Linked DNA regions of Anas platyrhynchos: region 1 is linked to region 2. A link is a contact called in public Hi-C data. All regions are on one chromosome and are shown on one strand. Each heading gives the region's core, a stretch centred on a gene start, on an enhancer-like site or on the middle of the called end of the contact. The rest is flanking DNA. Distances are from core to core; before and after follow the strand shown. Region 1 holds the start of COPS8 (COP9 signalosome subunit 8). Region 2 holds the start of ACKR3 (atypical chemokine receptor 3).

Region 1 (6,488 bases), core at 906-3,405, 250 kb before region 2:
ACACCAAAGATTGGTTCAGATGTTAAAATTAACACAAGCATGGCACAATCTTGGTGCTTTCAAATAATTCCTTTTATGTTTGATGAAGTAGAAAAAAGTTATTTTCAAGAAGACATGACAGTCACAACAAAGTAGTTCATTAACTGACTCATTGAATAAAAGCTGAGAAGAGGTTTTCCACATTTCTACCACAAGGAGAACTTCACAAAAGTTAGGTTTGCACTGTTTTTGGAACAGTTGGAAATTGAACAAACACATGCACAACTAACTTTTTACAGTCAGTTGTCATTTAGACTGGTGGTCTCCAAACTTGGATCATGCACTTATCAGTAAAACCTTTCTAAGCACCACCACCACCAATACACGTGTATTTAGAAATTATACAGATGTAATTTTGTACTGATATAAAACACAGAAATAGAACCTTAAAATGATGAGCCAAAAATGCAATTCCAGCTTAACATTATTTGTTAGTAGTACAAGAAAGTGTTCGTAGTGTGCCTGCACCCTGCTTTGGGGATCAAAGATTTAGAGTGCTTGCTCTTCTCAACTCAGCTTTCTCACATGCATTTAATTGAAATATCTAGTCATCGATCTTTAGAGCACAGCTGAGGAAATCTAGAATGGAACTGATTAGAAATGCTCCAAAAGATTTAAAACACAAAACAGAAAATAAGATTCACTGCATCTTATTAAAGCACAGTTCTACAACACCAAGTCAGAATTAACTAAAGCTAATATTCAACATCAGCACAGAATGGAATTTTGCCCCAAAATAACATACAGCTACAATGCAAGAAAACACTCAAATCATGGAATCACCACCCTGACATTAGCTTTGGCTTTGTCATCGAATGCAGCAGTGTTTTTACTCTGCCAGAACAAGTAACCAGCAGCACATCAATAAAACTAAATGCAAAGAATCAAGTTCATACAGGGATGCAGTAACAGCCCACCAGACTAAATTTAAAAGATTATTCAGATGGACCCAGATGCAGATTTAACTTCTTTAAACCATCAGTGTCCCTCATTTTTAGTTTAAAGCTGTCTATCACGCTGTAGACACAAGCAGCAGCCTGCAATCTTATTCAAAGTGAGTAAAGCTTGGAAAAGCCACAAATCAAACACCGAAGTGTTCAACGCTTTCCAGTTGAGCCCATTTCACCACTTAAACAACTGAAATCTGCCCCTTCGGTTACGGAAGGTGGACAAGAGCCAAGAGAGGAAAATATTCCAACAGAGTAAGGGGCTGTGAGGCTGAAGTCTGGACTTTAATTTACTTCAAGAACACAGCATTACCTACATGCATTTTGTTAATCCCACAACAAACCATTAGCATTCTGGCAGCTACAGGTCAACCCTGATCAGCCTAACAGTAACAAATCCGCTACCTGAAATTGAAGATTAATACAAGCCACTTACATGTCATTATGCAACAGGTATAAAGCCAGAAGCTGGCCATAAACAAGAGGCGTAGCAATTCCTCCAGGGGCCTAAAAAACAGGCACAAGGAATTTAGTTAGATTTTTTAAAAGCAGGACATCTTACCAACTAAGCAAGCAGCTAAGTTCAGTAAAACCAAGCACTCCTAGGCAGTTGCTGATTTCACATCAGGTAACAGCTGTGGACAAGTTGCTGCAGTACTTTGTAAATAGTTGTATCTTTCTATGCAGAGTAACTTGTGCACTCCTGAAGTTTTAGTTAGAGAATTTAGCTTTGTTTTGCTGCATCGACAAGGAAGTGCCATTTCACCACGCTATGTTCTAGCTCTTGCTCAGGGAAGTGGTAACCATCTTCATATCTCCTCACAAACTGTTCTAGGCACTCGTGATTTGATTTACCTTGATCTGAACTTCAGTTCCCCCCCCCCCCCCAAAAATCCCCCTCACAGCCCCACCCCCGGGCACGCCACAGGCCCGCAGCGGAGCGGCCGCGGGCTGAGAGCAGCGGTGAGCCCACAGAGGGGGACACCCCGCGTCCCCACCTCGAGCTCCTGCGTCTCGCACTGCTCCAGCAGCTTCCTGAAGCTGAAGGCGCCCTCCGCCATCACCGCCACCGGCATCTTCCCCCCGCCGCCTCCTCCTCCTCCTCCTCACAGCAGGCGGCGGCCCCGGCTGCCCTCACTTCCGGCGCACACCCACCGTACTTCCGCCCGCAGCGCCAAGCGGGCCGCTCTGCCCCGCAGCTCTTATGCTCTGGAGGACTGCGGGGAGGGCGGGGCCAGCGCCGGGGGCGGGGCCAGAGGGGCGTGGGTGTGAATATTAAAGAATTTATGTGTAAAGAGTGCGTCCCTGTGTGTATGTGGGTACATATAGCTATGTACAAGGGTATATCCGTGTATATATATGCATATATCCCTGTATTTATACATATATGTATGGATATGGGGTATATCTATGTATGTACGCAGATATAACCATATATATGTATGCATATGGAGTACATCCATGTATATATATGGATATATATATATGTATATGGGGTATATCCATGCATATATACAGATATATCTGTGTATGTATATATATACGTATGTATATGGGGTATATCCATGTATGTATATGGATATTTATGTAGGTATATGGAGTATATCCATGTATCTGTATACGTATGTATATGGGGTATGTCCATCTATATATGCATATTTATATATATTTGGATATCATCCATGTATATATATGGATATAGCCACATATGTACTCCATTTACATATGTCCATATATATACTGCATATACATAACCATGTATACCTCCCTATATTTCTCCATATATACCTCCACATATATATCCCCATATATATACCTCCGTACCTCCATATATATATATATCTCCCCATATATATACCTCCATATATATATATATATCCCCATATATATATCCCTATATATATATATATCCCCATACTTCCATATATAAATGTTCCCATACCTCCATATATACATATACCCTCATATATATATCCCCATACACACATGTTTAGAGGATATATGTGTCCATTTACATAACCATACATACATATGGCTACACCTATCCTATAAATCAGCATTTGCACCAAAAACAGGCTCCCTGGTGATGGTCTCGGCGCTTTTGGGTTGGAGAAGGGAAGAACCAGGGCACAGCTGCTCCCACTGCCAGCCGCCCCTGTCCCCAGGGCCCTTTGCTGTGCTGGGCCCTGTGCTGCTCTCACCTGCTGCTCACGCTCCCAATTCTCTCAATTTTTGGAGTGGGGGGCAGCAGTGGGACATCCCCCATGACAGGACAGAGTCATAATGCTGTCCGTGGAGGCAAGCACCCCAAGATGTGTTTAGTCCCTTGCCCACAGGCAATCCCTCCCTCCTTGACCTGGAATGGGAGCCGATGGGGACAGAGGGTTTCCATGGTTAATTAGCCATCCTTAATGAGCCCTCAGGGCCACACGTTGATTCACAGCGAGCAAGCACACACATGGGCAGGGGCCTGGGGGGTCTTGGGCACCCCTACAAACCCCACAGCCTTCGCTTGAGCCCTCCAGGCCCTGAAACCCAGCTTTGCCTTCAAAGGCCTCCCCCGGTGGCACTCACAGGCCTGGGCAAAGCCATGGCTCTGTGGCATGCTCCTCCTCTCACCTGGGCGATCAATTGCTCCAGAGATTGGGAAAAAATGATCAAAATCGGGCTGGTTTGTGAGCGCTTCCCACGAGAGGGCACTGGCTGCAAGGGAAATGCAGAAAAGTCCGAAGAAATAGGACGGAGGTTTTGCCGCGGTGCTCTGCTTCTCCCCAGTGCAGCTCCCGGCCACCTCCGAATGTCGCGCTCTCCTTTCATGCCAGAAACTCTTTCTATTTTGGGGCAGCCAGGCCATTTTTGTTTATTTTTTTCAGTCTTTCATTAAGCTTTTGGGACAAGGGAGGAAGCGGTGCTTTCCAGTGCTGTTAGCTGAGCCTCCCAAAGCCACCAGGACCACTGATACAAGCAATGTCTCTGTGTGGAAGTAGCCAGAAATACTGTTTCTCCATATTTATTTATTTATTTATTCTTTTTTTTCCCCCCATCCCTCTTCTCCTGCCTCTCATCTCCCCCTTCACCACACCTCCTGCCCCGGGGACATCCCCCTGCAAGCCCGTGATGCACCAAAACCATGGCCAGGAGGTGAACTCCTTGGACGATTTCTGCCCCTCAAAAAGCCAAAATCTCTTTTACTGGAGGCCTGATGACTGCTTCCCAAGAGGTTTTCTTCCCCTGGGGCCAAGCTTTTTCCCTGACTGTGTTAAATTGTCAGGGACAAGGCCAAGCATTGGGCGAGGAGACGTCTCCTGCTCACACAGTGCAGTTCCAAGCCAGGGATGTCCAAAGAGCTCAAATTATTTGCTTTCGGGAGGGGACGAAGCTGGTTAATACAGAAAAATGTCCCCAGACACCCAGTGCAAGGAGAGGTAGCACAGCCATATGTGGAGGGTTATCACGCATGGGTCAGTTTTCATTAGGAGGTAGCTTCATTAAGGCAAATTTGACCATTTTGGTTGCAGGACAAAATTTTCAAAAGCTGCATAAGGATGTGATAGCAGTATGGGGGAGGAAATATGTTAGAGGGGATTTTTTTTTTTTTTGCTTTTTTTTTTTTTGCATTTTTTACGCTCTCAGCATCACCAAAAGTGTCGATGTCTGAAAACTTCTCAATGAAATAATCTTGTCAGGAAAAATTAATTTTGATTTTTCCTTCAGCTCTGTTCAGACTAGCTTAGCGAATGGAGAATTTTACCCTGAAAAGGAACCATGAAATCAGCCCCAGGCTCAGCATGGTTTAATGATTAACACGTAAAAGAAGGCTGCATTGTAACCAAAACACAATAACAAAGTTCAGGGGATGGCTCCTTTCTGGACCCTTTATGGAGGACGGACTGAGAGCTTGGATCAGGCTTCGGGTTTGGGTTTTTCTTTCTCATTTTTCTCTTGCTGGTTTGTGGAGGGTTATGCTCCAGTCCATTGCAAGAGGCGTTTGCCAGGCCTCGGTCAGCGCATTGACCACCTCTCCCCAAGCCTTCAAGTCCCATCCTGCAGGATCCATCCACAAATTCCCCGCTCCTGAAGCGCACTCGTGTGCTTCCCAACCCCTCTGTCCCGTCCCATCCGCACCGATGGCTTTATGAGCACCATCCTGCACCTCCAGACAGTGACCGAGGTGGGTCAACCTGCCATCCCGGCCATCACGGGGTCATTTGTTCTATTTGGGAGCTTCTCTTCAATTTAAGCACCAAAATAAAAGCCCAGCCTGGGAACATAGACCAGCACGTAGGAGAATCTGTCCCGCAGCAAATCTGGCCAGGTTAAATTAATGGGAAATCTCCTTGTACTGAAAGGATCCTGGTTTTGCCTTTGGCCCGTGGGATTGAAAAGCACTTTAAGTCTTGGCTTCCAGCTGTTGCGGAAGTGTAAAGTATATTTAATGTGATTTTTATTCAGCTCCTTATGGCGGTGATGGCACGAACATCTCAGAAACTCATTTACGCCCCGTATGAATTTTAATGCAGCAGCCAAAATGGGTCCTAGTTCTGCAGGGCCGAGCCGTCCCAAGGAGCGGTTCTTTGTTCTCAGAGTCACACCAAGCCATTTCCAAGAAAGATTACCAGGGGTGTTGGGGCAGGGCTGTATTTCCCCAGCTGCTTTCGTGAGCTGACTGGGATCTGAAGGCACGCTCTGCAGTGATGATTACAAAAGGTTTCCCTTTCTCATCTCGTTCAAAAGCTTTTCAGGGGAACAAAAGAATCATTATGGGGAAAATAAGATTCAGCACACTGATACGGAACAATAGGAAAGTTAATTTAATGTGAAAGTTAAAGAAAACGGCGGTAAAGGGTCAAGTTTAACTTCTCCACACCCTTCCCCATCTCCTCAGTACCCTGATTTATATGAGCTGCGTCCGACCGGACTAAAGGCTGTACCTAAATACATTATTTCCTCCCATTACATCAAAGCCTGTTTTACACCAGCCCCTGCAATCAGAGTGGACAAACGCCTCGTTTTTACGAGCTGTGCGCAGCGGAAAGGAAGCGGCGAGCGGCTGGCGTGCCGGAGGAGCCCATTTCCTACGCCGAGCCCTTTTCCGAGTGCTCAACGTGAGGTCGCAGCCTGCGACCAGGTCCCCCCTTGTGATATTCACGAAGCACCAGCAGCCAACCCAAACAGCTCAGGGATGGTTTGGGAACACCCTGACATGGGGACGCCCTGTGTGCTTGCTCCAGTGTTGGGGCATTTGGAGCATCCCACAAAGAGCAGCGGGCTGGGGGCATCACTAAGAAAGTCCAAGTTATTTTTCCAATCTATTAATTCTCCCCTCCATATTTTTTTTTTATTTATTTTTGTTTGTTTGTTTTTATAGGGCATCATTTTCAACTCCAATAAACCAAGAGCTCTCTAGGGGATTGGTATTTTCCCTGCTTCATCCCTGTTCTTTCAACTCCAGCCTGAGAACCCTGTTTGCTGGAAATGCCTTGCTTGCTTTTTATTACCGCA
Region 2 (7,106 bases), core at 3,025-5,524:
GCCATCTACTATGCTTCCAGTAGTGCTGAGAATCCACCTTTTACAGCTGCTAGCACAATCAAGTCCTGTGCTCTAAAGCAGTACAGAAACTGGATTATACCCTACTCTTAGACATCATTTTCTTAATCAGTTTTGATTAACTGAGAATATCACGCAAGAAGGAACAGGAAACCTTTATATTCTGATTTGCAGGTGTCCACTGTTACCTGAGCTACAGCAAATGCAAGACAAACACACATTGCAATTTCTTTGACATTAGAAACATGAAATACTTTCCTGCAAAAAGCTATTTTCACCCATGGTGAAAATATCAGGTATACATACTTGCTTTACTGTAAGACTACAATAGAGTGGTATGTACAGCATACGAGCCATGAAAGCAAATGGTATCCTGCAGCTGACATGTAGTCTGAGAGCTGTAAATATAAAATGCTACTGTCAGACCTACTGCAGTACACCTCGTTGAAGTGCTTTACATGCAGATGATTACTGAAGGATTCACCTGATCTCTATAATCAGAGACTTCTGGCCTTTTTTATTTTTTTTAAAACAGCAACTGTGAATGTTGTCAAGCAAGCTTTCTGCTCCAGCTCTCCAGAAGTGCCTTATGTGAGTTAGTGAAGCCTACAGTTGTAAGTGAATGACAGGAAACATGGCAGTTATGTTTCTCTTATCATACAACCCATGTAACCACTGTTAAACACCAGGATTTACTAAATATGAATTAATGGTGCTCTGTGATAGAGGTGAAGTAACCCTGCATTTTCATTTACTTATCATATCAGCAAACAACAGAGTTTCTATAATGAAAGGAAACTCTGGAGAGCATAAAATGACCATCAGGAAACTTTCCGTCCATAACAGAGCGTTGAGTGCTGGCAGTTGTTTTGTGGGAGACACCCTAAACAAGTGAACAGCACTGGAAAAAATGAAGCTTTAATTTGTTTCAGATGCAAGAGCCAAATTCATCCCCCACCCCCCTTATTTCTGGGAGGAGACTTGCAAGAGACATACCAGCCCTGATCCAAAAAAGAAACTTGTGTGTTACTCAAAGCAGGCATTTTAAATGTCATATGGAGGAAATGACTTCTCATACCAGAACAGGAAAACACCAACATTTCAATCTGCCTATTCAAAGGAAATGTAGGGAAGATAAATATTGAATAGGAAAGCAATTGAAAGAAGCTGGAATGCCAGGCCCAAGCTCTTGTGTCCTCCATAAAGACAAAGTCCACCAGGTCAACTGTGCTTCTGAGAAGAAAAGATCCGTCTCTAACATCCAAATAATTCCCTGCAGTTCTCAAAACAAATCTCATCCTTCAAGCACAAACCAGAACATCCTGGAATCTCTCATTTAAGCCACATTTTCCATTTGCTGAGCCAGCTTGAGCTCAAATGGAGCTTTCTGCCAGCTTGCACCAACCAAGGGCTTGGCTCTCCCCTGTTCCCATCAAGGCGCAAACACAGCTGCAGCAGTGCTACAGCTTACAGAACAGGTATGAAGGAAGATAGTGAGGTAAACAAACTAAGGGAAATCCAGAAAGGATCATGGAGAAAACACAGAAGGCTGATTCAGTGACACAGAGGTGTTAAAACACAGGTAGTTCACAGGGCTTGACTCCAAGGCAATAAAAGCCACAAGCACTGGTCTTCCATTAGCAGCCATAAGGCAGCCATCAGGTTAATCACTGCCAGGGTGAGACAAGCCCTCTTTCAGCAGGGCCACAGCAACAGAAAGCACATTGTGCAGAAAAGCCACACACGGGAAAGGGTTATGAGTGCAACACTGACCAGGCTAAAAGGTTGGGAAAGCAGTGGTCAGGAGGAAATACCAGCACAGACGTTGTGTATGTGCATCGACAGCTCAGCGTATTGCTGTGCAGCCGCCTGTACTGAAAGAGGAGTGTTACAGTGCTGCAGAAGTATTTCAACACCATCATTAGGAGACTGCATTATCAGGCTATTTGGTTATGCTGTTTAGCAGATAATACTGAATAAAAGTGTTATACTAACAAAAAAAAATGATTGAGCTTATTCAAGTCCAAATTATATAATCCTTGCATTTAGAAGCAAGGATTTTGAAATCTAGTACACCATCAAAAAAATCTGTATTTAGGGCCAAAAATTACTCTTTCATTACAACTGAAATTTGGAATAGCACCCTCAGCCTTTCTTCCAGCTGTCCAGAGCAGTACTTTTATCTTGGTGTAGTGCAGCCTGCTAGGAGCCCAGGCACTGGAAGCTCCTGGAAGCAATGAACATCACCAGCGCTCAATTTGACTTATTTCCATGACAGAAGCTTTACACTGCTACTCTAATGTTGAAAAATTCATTGCATCCTGTCAGAAAGTAGTATTTATAGTTATTTTTCCTCTCTGTGAAGCCAGAGTACATTGGCATCATCCCTGTAGTACTGAAATACTTTCTCCTGCAGTTAAAGTCTGATCGGAGATTTCAACATCTCTGCTTTAGCTGTTTTGGAGCATTTCTGTGAATATAAACTTCAGATTGAGCAGTTTTCAGCAACAAATTCATCTTCAGGAAAACTTAGACTTGCATCTTTTAACAAAATTCCTTAAAATTTAACCAAAACCTTCAAGTTCGGAGGAGCCACGAGCATACAGCCCCTGCTAGTATCAGGTTTCTGTACTTTGATGTGTACTGATTTCACTATTAAACTCTGGCCCTCACGTGTGAAAAAGTTAACCCAAGCTAACAAAAATTCTGATTGACCTTCGTATATTGATAGACAGCAAGAAAAGTCTCTCAATGATTTCCTGGAAGAGCAAATGAAGCCTCCATTGCTCATAGCTGACCATCAGACAGCAGCTTGCAGCACAGACCGCTGCTGTCTCAGTGCAGTATTAGAAGGGTTAAGGAGCCATCTACTGGCAGCTCCAACAAACTGGAGAATGCAGCAAAGCTAATAACATTTCAATTACAAATTAATTATGTACAGTGCATTTAATTATCCATGGATTCAAACTGTCCATGGATAATTCAAATGAAGCACTTTCACGGGGATGTGCAGTCTGCTACTTATCTGCCAACAATGTAAATTAGATGCTGATAGATTCTGGGTGCCTGATCTGGCAATAGGAAGATGACTGAAAAGCAGCGTGCTGACTTCAGTTACATTAGCACCTACCAACGCCAGGAAAATAGATTCAGGCCACTTTATAGATTTAAGTCATTGCCTTAAAACAGAAAGCCCAGGAAAATACCTGTTTAAGGGCCAACCAGAACTGAGCTTCTTCATTGTATCTCCACATAATTGGTGGGGAAAAAAGGGGACAAAAAAGGACAACAAAAGGTGTGAAAATACTGAACGTTTTTCCTTAAGAGTTAAAATGAAACCGTAGGCTGATTAAAACCTTCAGGCTCCATTTTAGAGAGCTGCTAACCACTGAAGCCACCTCTGAGCCAAACAGGGAAGATCTGCATCTCCAGACTGCAGCAGCCCCACGGAAGAAATGACATGGTTCCCTTTGAAGTACCTGAGCAGAGATCAACCCCTGCCAAAAGCTCCAACAGCCTCAGTAGCCTCCCCCACCCCAATTCTCCACATCACATCACACTGCAGCATCAGACACACAGGTATGGAGGAAACACTGCAGAACAGCTACACTACTCCCCAGACTTCATACAGATGCAGCACCTCTCAGAGCAAAACACACAGTGCTTCTTAATGTTAACTTAAACGGAGCAGTAACCCATGTCAGTCTCTGAGACATCACCAGGGTCATAAACATGAGCAACAAGAGGAGAATGCATCACAGCAAGAGCAGATCCCATGGTGACAGAGCCTACCAGGGTGGTAGTGCATGCACATGCAGCTGGTAAACTTGACTAGACAGCATGCCACTAGCCCAAACCCCAGCCAGGGAAAAGTAGGTTTCAAGGGGAGCAGTCTCGCCTTACCTCAACTGACATCCTCCCCAGGCACACACAGACAACAAAAGCGAAAAATTTATTGTTATCTTATGCTTCAGAAGATAAAGGGAAGCATGAGAAACATCAGGAGAGCCCAGGTGATAGCCCATGCATTAGCAGTACTGAATTTCATAAGGAACTCTGAGTCAATTTCCACACATTAAAACAGATTTCAGAGTCAGTACGTGAAATGCAAATATTGTTCTTTAAGAAGGCACAAGTTTCTTTTAGCAACTAACCTACAGCTTACCTTTTTCTTCCCAGATTTTAATTATCCAAAGAACACCCATCACACCACCATTGCTACATGACCGCTGCAACATTACTCTTCTCTGCTTTCCTCCAGACGTATTTATAACCTGCCAGGTGCTGACTGAATTCACCTGCAAGTGCAAATCAGTGGGGCTGATTTGCATTTGCTGCAGGTGTCTGAGCCCTTAGACAACGGGATACTCAGCAGAAAAACCTGTGTCTAAGGCTGCTGCATGGTTCAATTCAATGAAAACCCTAAGCTTGCTCTCTCCACTGTACCTGTATGCAGGCTTAGGAATATAAAACAGACCTCTGAAAATAGATAAATAGAAGATAGATAAAAACATCTGACCTTAAAAGGGCAGTTAGTATTGCTGTACTATTTTAATCCATCATTTTATTCAAGCTTGCATACTCAATGCATTGCAGGACTGAGAAGTTACCCTTTACAGTTTTACACACAGATAAATGTTCACAGAACTGCCTAGGTGCACGTATCCATTTTTGCAGGATATTCATATTATTTTTCATGATATGATGCATTGTTTTCTTTAATCCCTGTTATTAATGCTAAATAGTCCCAGCTTTCTAACAGAAGAGAAAGCTTTATTTTCCTTGATGAAGCCATTCTGAACTCGGAGGTACCACTTGACATACTCTAGGGCTGACATGAGACATGTAGCTGCAAATAAAGTGCCACATGCCAAAGATGGCATTGTTTCCACCTCACCCCATCGGCAGCACAGCAGAGCAAGTAAATTTAACAGCTTTCATCTACTATTCTTTTCCCCTGTCTTCCATCCATTTTTACTGTACAGGCACACACGCACTCTTGGTGTTTTTGAAACGTGTCCATAAAAATGAACTGTGGGGCTTTGAGGGAAGACGTTCATGACTTAATTCCTCCTGCACTGTCTGTCAGTCAAACACTAGGCTTCTGATAAATACAACCTATGGATTTTGTATGCTTCCTTCCTGGAAACAGCAGCTTCAACTGGGGAAAAAAAAAAAAAAAAAAGGAAAGGAAAAAAAAAGAAAAAAAAAAAGGAGAGAAGAATGCTGCCTCGTTACCCATTGACTCCTCCAGCCATCACTTCTGTTGCTGAGCGAAGCAGCAGAGCTCAGAAGAGCCACTGGAAAGTGATTAAAATTTGGCAGTAGAATGTCTAAACCACTGGCGTTTCTATAGCAATAGGGAGAGTGCAAGATGTGAAAAAGCCTGTAGCATTGCTGCCATCCTGCTGTGAACCAGAGGTATAGTGCTCTCACTTTGGAGCTGGAAAGCCCAATTCTGCAGACCCCCCTTCAAATTTAACAGGCTCCATTTTAATTCCTTGGATAACTGCAAATTAAATGCTACGTTGTAAGCCAGAAGATTGCATACCAGCCTATTTTACCAAAAGATGAGCATTCAGTAGCCACGTCGTGCCTCTCTCCCCGTCTGTTTTGACCTCAGAAACCTGGGGAAGGATCCTATGGGCAACCAGTGTAAAGCTGCTGGTGGTCTGCTTGCCACTGACCTCCAAGTCCAGGTTTTAGCAGCTGAATTTGGGTTGGGAAATGCAGCACAAGCATAGCAGTCAGCATGATCTGATTTGGGTTGGGTTCTCCACGTTAGATTCCTAAACAGAGACCATTTGATTTGCCAGGTCTACTGAGCAGAGCCAGCACTATCCATGAGTGCTGAACGTTCCCAGAAAAAAAAGTAAACCAAGCTAATTTTAACTGCTGAAATATGGATTCAAAAGCATAATTACAGGCACCCGGGTATGAAATTGTAGCCATTTTAATCAACTTCTTGCGTCCTCTCTCCCATTTTCTCTTAGGTGGCTAAGCAGCTGCAGCCTTCAGTCGTGTGGATTGGAGAGACAGAAAAAACATTTTATAAATCAGTGCCGAAGGCTGAAGAACAGGTGAGTTGCTCCCTTTTTATTTCAGTGCAGATAATTTCTCCTGTTGCCTTACAGCAGACACAAAGGAACAGGTGTATTTCTTAGCTTAGCACATACCAATATGACCAGACCTGCCAAAGCTTGCTTGTTAATAGCTTGTCTCACTAACATTTTTTTTTTCTTTTAAGAGAGTCTTGTGACCTCTTGGGGGCTCTTAAGAAGTCACATTTCTCTCCTACACACCCGTACTTGCTTTATTTAAAAATAGTCCAGTCGCTGCTCATCAGTGCACTGAAAAGCAGAAGAGAATAATGGAGAATTTCAAAATATGAGGAGAGAAACTAAAAGTTAGGATGAGCTTAAATTGTTCAGCTCTATTAATTTGAGAAATTGGATGGAGCCAAAGTGAACAATAAAGGAACAAGGATAAATTTCCACTGTGAAAACAAAGAGCATATATTAAATAGTTATGTTTACAGATTATTTTCGTTGGACTCCCAGGAGTCCCATTTCCATTGCTTCCATTCCTTCCTGTCTTGTGTAGCTTCCCCACTAGAAAGAAAATTAAAACACTGCCCAATAGGCACGGCAACTCAGCAACCACAGCAGAGAGCAATTCCCCTGAAATCCTGATTAGGTTCATGCTGCTTGCAAAATATTTTGATTTTAGAGCTCCGTGTGAAAAATTAAACCTTATTTCCTAAGGCAAGTCCTGCGTGTCTAGGCTACGTGACGGACACACGCCTGGTGTTTTGGAAGACCTCATCACCTTGGATGAGGCTGTTAACTTCTGCGAGGGCTGCACGAGCTGATGGGTGTGCACTGATCGATGCCCTCTGGTGGTCCTTACACCAAAAGCAAACCTTTCTCTTCAGCTCAAATTTTCACAGCAGGTGCAGATGAGGATTCAAATTAAAACTAGGGACCAAAGATTGCCTGGCGCACTCATGATTTTTAACTGTTTTGAAAGCCTCCAGTGAGGAAAAATTTCTCCCCGTGCCCTCCTCAGAGTCAGGGGTATCACCCCTG

Evidence for each region. A called contact is a pair of places that touch in the nucleus more often than the background predicts.
Region 1: a contact with region 2 is called in a Hi-C map of F1 follicle, with 4 times the contacts expected there. The contact joins the promoter of COPS8 here to the promoter of ACKR3 in region 2. A contact is called at or near these places in 4 of 8 Hi-C or Micro-C datasets (F1 follicle, liver, skeletal muscle and 1 more).

The regions. Positions count from the first base shown.
Region 1 is chr7:30,827,656-30,834,143 of IASCAAS_PekinDuck_T2T, reverse strand. COPS8 (COP9 signalosome subunit 8) reads right to left here and starts at 2,155. Exons shown (of 8, transcript XM_027461488.3): 1 at 1,985-2,155; 2 at 1,423-1,493. The coding sequence starts at 2,062. It overlaps LOC110353914 (a long non-coding RNA gene), which reads right to left. Exons shown (of 3, transcript XR_011810767.1): 3 at 4,716-6,488.
Region 2 is chr7:30,576,317-30,583,422 of IASCAAS_PekinDuck_T2T, reverse strand. ACKR3 (atypical chemokine receptor 3) reads right to left here and starts at 4,274. Exons shown (of 13, transcript XR_011810753.1): 1 at 4,184-4,274. IQCA1 (IQ motif containing with AAA domain 1) reads left to right here. Exons shown (of 19, transcript XM_027461157.3): 16 at 6,012-6,098.